Regions from separate parts of the Mus musculus genome. Here region 2 is linked to region 1. A link is a contact called in public HiChIP or PLAC-seq data. All regions are on one chromosome and are shown on one strand. The core of a region is the stretch at or near the end of the contact, and the rest is flanking DNA. Distances in the headings are between cores, read along the strand shown.

Region 1 (2,913 bases), core at 113-2,612:
TCAGGTCTTACCCAAGGTGGGCTTTTTTTTTTTTTTTTTTTTTTTGCCCAAGATGGAGACTAGATTCTGAAGTTAGTTCTGAAACAGCAAAAAACATCTGAACTAGAGGGTCTAAGTCCTACCTTTAGTTTTGGTCCTCTGACCCAGTTCGCTGACCACATGTAGGCAGAGACCCTGGTGCTTTCGTGGTTTGAGCGTTACGGTGTCTACTCTGCTTTTCTGTGTCCTGTGTTCTAGCCTTTGGTTGCAGAGCCTTGTGGGACAGTCATGGGGAACTCAGGCCCTCTTGTCCTCAGCAGAGTCCCCTGGGGGCCTCAAGGGAGCTGAATTAAAAGGCCTCACTGACTTGGCCCTGTGGCTTCCTGGCTGGCCACCTGGTCCAGCACTCAGTGGGACTATGGAGGCTGAGCATTAAAAACTAACTGGCAAAGCCTTGAGGTTTGACCAGAGAGGAACCTGGTCCCTCCCTGTTTACCTTTGGGTAGAGATGCTATGCTGTCTGTGCATGACTAGCGAGGCCATGATGCCTGGCGGGCTTCCGTTGGACTTGGACTGTGAGCCTCTGGACGGTCAGCTTAGGCAAAGGTTCTAGGTGTGGGCTGTGAATTTAGGGCTCTGAAGTTAGGTAGATCTCACCAGGGTGGGTCTTTAAATGCTCCTGCCCTGGCCTAATGTGGGTGGATCTGGGGTTGGACTCTGGGTGCCAGTGTCAAGAGTCAACTGCTGAGGCTTCATGCTTAGCGGGGCTCTCTCCTGGCTGGACTGAGGACAGAGGCCGCACCCCTCTTCACACTCTGCAGAGCTGGCGTGCCTTAGGCAGCTCCTCCCCTCCTCTTCCTCCTTCCCTTTTCCTCCAGGATCTACAGCCCCCAGATGGTGGCTCAGTCACTTAATACTGTGAATGACCCCAGGTGGCTCTGGGTCCAGTGTTTGCAGGGCCCTATGACTCCAGCCCCAGAGTCTGTCCGATGTCAGTCCTTCTGCAGGCACTCAGCTTTGATGGCCAGGGTTTTGAGTTTTTATGCTGGCTTTCTCAGTAATTACCAACCTTACTTAGTCACTGCCCCCTTCCTTTTGGCTGGGCCTCAGCTTCCCCTTTCTGTGCAGAAGGGGTTGGACTATGACAGACTGGAAACTCAGATGGAGTCCTACCAAACGTTTTTTACATTTTTCTTTAAATTCATTGCCAGCAGGTGAACAAGTTGCTCTGTTCTTGCCCTTGCCAACTTCCTGGCCATGTCTGCTGTGGCCATTTCAAGTTGGTGTTCTCTGGGTCTTTTGAGGCTCCCCTGGAGCCTCTGGCTCTGACTTCCAGAGAGGCAGCAGAAGAGGGAAGTGGGGGCTGATTACTCCCCACAGTGCCTGTAGCTGAGGATCTGGGATTGACAGAGGCGGCTTTTCATTTGACGGATACTTGGGTGTGGGCATGAGTATGGGTTAGCAGACTTGGCGGCTAGAAATACCTAAGGAGCAGAGCTGCAACCAGGATGGTAGTAGCAAGGTGCATGTTGGGGCCACTGAGAGAGGAAGAAGAACTAGCAAGCAATGCAACAAGAACTTTGATCAAGTTCCCTGCAGGGCTCAGTCATGACACCAGCTCTCTGCTGTGGGGTCAAGAGAGGCTGTGGCTTAGGGTGCCCCCTGGAACTTCTTCTGCACACTTCTGTGGCTTGGACCCCGCTTCATCAGCCCTTCAGCCCTGTGGTTCGTTGGTCACAGATGGCAGATTTCCATTGAGCCCCAGATGGGACTTACCGCCTACTGCTTAGTTGAGGCTGCCCAGGTGTGGGCACACACACAGTCCATGTGTGGGCACATCCTTCTGGTGCCCTTTGTTCATCTGGGAGGGGGCATTTTGCACCCAGATATCATTCCCTGTGTGCCAGATGTACATGGATTTCCTATTGAAAGTTGCCCCTAAATGAGAAAGTGGTCAGTGGAATGACTGTGTGGGTGTTGGGAGTTTTAGAGTAGTCAGAAGAGTAAGCACAGACCCTTTTTGTGCATACTGGGGTAGATTTGCAACCTTGCACCCCAATTGTATGATCTACTGAGCCCCTGTTTCACGCACGCCTTTGTGTTCTTAATTCACCTGTGGCCCACTCGGTCATCCTAGGTCAATATTTAAGCTGATGCCAAGACGCTTCAGAAAGGTTTCCCTCAAAATGTAGGCTTCGGTGGGAAGCTAGCCATGGAATGCATGAGAGTTTGCACTTGAAGTCAAATCTGAGAGAGCACTGAAGTTCTGTTCCTCCCAGGGGAAAGGAGACCCTGCTGTGACCACCAGCTCCTGCCTCTGTTCCTGAGCCCCAGTGGGAGATGGAGAAGGCACCGGTCTGAGTTTGGATTTTTGCCTCCATGCTGTCAGGGCCCAGCTCGTCTTGTTTCTGTTCCTAGCCTTGTCTCTCTCTTGTCCTGTCCAGTGTGTGTGTGTGTGTGTGTGTGTGTGTGTGTGTGTGTGTGTGTGTGTGTTTTATATTAACTTCTTACAAAATGGTGAGACTGCACGACTGCACACAGGGGACCTGAAAATGAGCGTCCCTGTAGTATCAGGTCACCCGGGCATCTAGGTTGGAATTGCTTGGCTGGGAGGAAGAGGGCCTGTGTTTGTTACTAGCCACAGATGAACAGAAAGTGACTGGGAGTAGCAGAGTAGAAAAGGGTGTCTGTTTTTTGTTGCCTGTGTTTGAAGCTTGGGTTGTTACTGTGAGATCCAGGACAAGTATTTGCATTCTTAGAAGGTTAAATCCTTAACTGGGGAAATGACTAACTAGCCCTACTATTGTATTGGGTGTTATAAAGAGAGAGAAATTTTTTTTTTATTTTATTCTAATTTTTTTGAGACAGGGTTTTTCTGTGAGGCCCTGGCTGTCCTAGAACTGACTCTGTAGACCAGGCTGGCCTCAAACTCAG
Region 2 (3,095 bases), core at 346-2,845, 680 kb before region 1:
TGTTTTGCCACGTGGTGCAAGTTCCCCCTCGCTGGGATGTATGAAGAATACATGAAGCAAGAGGCTCAGATTGTGGGGTCACTTTTGAATTAAAGGGTGACTGTGAAGAGCACTTTAAAGGACGCCTGGCATACAGACAGTGCTTGGTGATATGTCATTGTCACTGTCACTAGTATGCCTCAGTGTAACCTCTGGTGCGTGTGTTTCAGAGTGGTTAGTGGCATACTCGAGACGGCCCAGCGTTCAGCTGCTGTCATCAGGTCCAGGTGATGCTGAGGTCTGATGCTTCCTCATTGCTTGTGCTATCCCTCAGGATCCCCCGTGTCCCCATACTAAGGACAGCTAGCTTGAATGCCTGTCTACTCACTGTTGCCAGGCTCAGTTAAGTCAAGGCAGCAACACCCAAGCCAGGCAGGGCCATAAGAGGTCATGTCTCAAAAACAGATAAAAGGAAAAAGAAGTAATGAGAAAGAGATGTGACACCTTGAAAAGGCCTGGCCCTGGGTACCCAGTGTCTCCACTCTGCCCTGGCTTGTCTCCTGTCTTTCTTCAGAGCCAGTTGCTTCTCTGCTCCACCCCTGGGTCTCTGTTTCACCCTCTATAAAATGGCAGCACTGTCCCTATGTCTGTCAGAGATGGGCATCACGGGCACACTGACCCTTGATGACTAAATCCTAGAGAAGTAGTATGCAACGGCCCAATGACTCACTAAGTCGCTGACTTTATGCTTCTGGGACTTGGGGGCAGAGATGTCAGATTCCCACATTTCTGCCCCTTTCTATGGCCTGGCCAAGGAATCACTGGAGACCAGCTGGGGCCTGCAGAGATCCCAGCCCATGGGCAGCGGCCCAGCCCAGCCCACCCCATGTCCCTGTTCTTTCTTGTGCTCAAGCGTGTCACGGATGTTACCCTGCATTTGTTGGTCATGGCGGTGGTCCAGGGGCCCCAGCCCTGCCTTTGACCAGCACCTCTGAAGAGGAGGTCAAGCCCCTCGAGCCTGCACAAATAGAAATTAGGAGGCAATTAGCTCCCCTGGGTGTGTGAATTTCCTTTGGAGGTTTCAGAGGCAGATCTTAGCCAAGCTCAGCATCGCTGAATGCAATAATGTTGTCCCCGGAGAGATTCCAGCAGGAGGTCGATGGCCTCCTGGTTCCAGGAAGTCAGAGGCAAGAAGAGTGCCAGGAATCAAGAGAGAAGGGAACCGGGCTGGTGGTAGCACCTGCTTCCCCCTCCTCCTTCCTCGACATGGCCTCCTCCTCCTGAGAGCTCCATAGGAGCCTGTGAGGTCACCTGTCAGCAGGGCTTAGATGGATTAGGGCCTGAAGTCAACAGAGTGAGCTGAGCGCTTGTTCTGGAAGGCAGCAGGGATCCAGGGAACGAGAGCCAAGATGAGGAGTCCTGGGGTCAAGAGCTGAGATGAGGGGTCCTGGGGTCAAACCCCTGGAGCTATTCTACGACCTCTGATTTGTCACTGGTTTTTTTTTTTTTTTTTGAGCCATGTCTGTTAAAAAGATAGACAGAGCGTGCTCTGGGTAGGCCATGGGGATACATCGAGGGCAAAATGGGCCAGGCAAGTTGACACACTGTGAAAATTGCAAAACCCCATGACCCATCAGCTGTCACCCTGATTGCCACAGCAGAAGTAGGAGAGTAGTTAAGAGTGTGCCCAGAGGAATCTGGCAATCTGGACTCAAATCTGGGTGTTCCCACTTCCTGGCTGTGTGTCCTTGGGGAGTCCTGCACCTTTCCTGAGTGGGTTTCCTCATCTGTCATGCAAATGCAATCTCAAAGAGTCACTTGGAGAACTAGGAAGGTTGATAGGCGAAGTGCTGAGAGCAGGGCCCAGTCCCACAGTCAGGCCGGTGGTGGTTGGCTGGGCCCTCCGTGTCAAAACTGGGCAGAGGGGCTGGAGAATCTGGCTTTACACACTCAGGAAAACAAAACAAAACAAAACAAAACAAAACAAAACCCTGCATCTTGTAGGAGAGGAGAGAAGAAGGCACAGTAGAAGAATGGGTCTGGGGCAAGAGTGGTTGAGACGTTTCCTCTTCCCTCCCCTCACCATGCCTAGATGTCCCACCAGATGCCAGAGCAACAAGATAGGGAGAAAAAACAATTCAGGCCAGAGTACCCCTCCCAGCGAGCCCCTAACCTTTCCAAGCCTCAGTTGTTCTCATCTGCAGAGTAGGGGTAGCCAGACTTCCTTTATGGGCTCTCATAGCAACAAATCCAACCCCCCAGTGTTTTCTTCCCTAACCGGGCAAGGTTTGGTACCAGATTTCAGTTCCCTGCTCTGTCTGCTACCTCCTGCAGAGAGCGGAGTGGCCCTTCACTGAGTGTGAGGGGCTTCCTGCCACGTTCTCCGATTACTGAGAGCAGAAATCTTTATGATTAGTGGATCAGTATTTTGTCTGCGTGTATGTCCGTGCACCACGGGTATGCTTGGTGCGGGTGGTTGCCAGAAGAGGACTTCAGATCCTCTGGAACCCGAGTTACAAATTCTGGCTGTTGTGAGCCTCCCTGTAGGTGCTGGGAATCAAACTGGGTCCTCTGGAAGATCATCCAGAGCTCTTGACCTCCGAGCCATCTCTCTCTCTCTCTCCAAGCATCCTTTATTTACGCTGGGGTGAGTCCATGCGAGATGCTTGAAACCACAATCCACCTGGCTGAGGTTTTTCAGAACTCACCAGCCAGTTCCAACCGGTTCCTGCTAAGCATGACAGGCCCCTGGGCGCCCTCTGCTGGCCGTGTCGTGCCCATGCGCCCCGTATCCTGTACTGACCTGCTCCTGCTCGTCCTCTTACAGAATAGTGCAGATGCTGCTGCCTGTGACCAGCCGCACGCGCGTGCGCCGTAGCGGCATCAGCCCGCTGCACCTAGCGGCCGAGCGCAACCACGACGCGGTGCTGGAGGCGCTGCTGGCCGCGCGCTTCGACGTGAACGCACCTCTGGCTCCCGAGCGCGCCCGCCTCTACGAGGACCGCCGCAGTTCTGCGCTCTACTTCGCTGTGGTCAACAACAATGTGTACGCCACCGAGCTGTTGCTGCTGGCGGGCGCGGACCCCAACCGCGATGTCATCAGCCCTCTGCTCGTG

What was found. HiChIP or PLAC-seq counts read pairs in DNA pulled down with a chosen protein or histone mark.
Region 2: an H3K27ac HiChIP or PLAC-seq map of microglia shows a contact between it and region 1, with 7 times the contacts expected there. The contact joins two enhancer-like sites. A contact is called at or near these places in 1 of 39 promoter capture datasets (cranial neural crest) and 2 of 115 datasets of contacts at active chromatin or transcription factors (microglia and regulatory T cell precursor).

What each region holds. Positions count from the first base shown.
Region 1 is chr12:102,644,885-102,647,797 of GRCm38.p6, reverse strand. All of the region lies in intron 2 of Itpk1 (inositol 1,3,4-triphosphate 5/6 kinase), which reads left to right. Among named protein-coding and RNA genes, the nearest start is that of Mir1936, 39 kb to the left of the region's middle. Within about 2 kb of position 1,362, at least 124 of the 459 cell types and tissues checked have an H3K27ac peak or open chromatin away from gene starts, as enhancers often do. A contact at or near this core is called in microglia, where this site is marked.
Region 2 is chr12:103,325,326-103,328,420 of GRCm38.p6, reverse strand. Asb2 (ankyrin repeat and SOCS box-containing 2) reads left to right here. Exons shown (of 10, transcript NM_023049.1): 8 at 2,807-3,095. Among named protein-coding and RNA genes, the nearest start is that of Gm15523, 10 kb to the left of the region's middle. Within about 2 kb of position 1,595, at least 58 of the 459 cell types and tissues checked have an H3K27ac peak or open chromatin away from gene starts, as enhancers often do. A contact at or near this core is called in microglia, where this site is marked.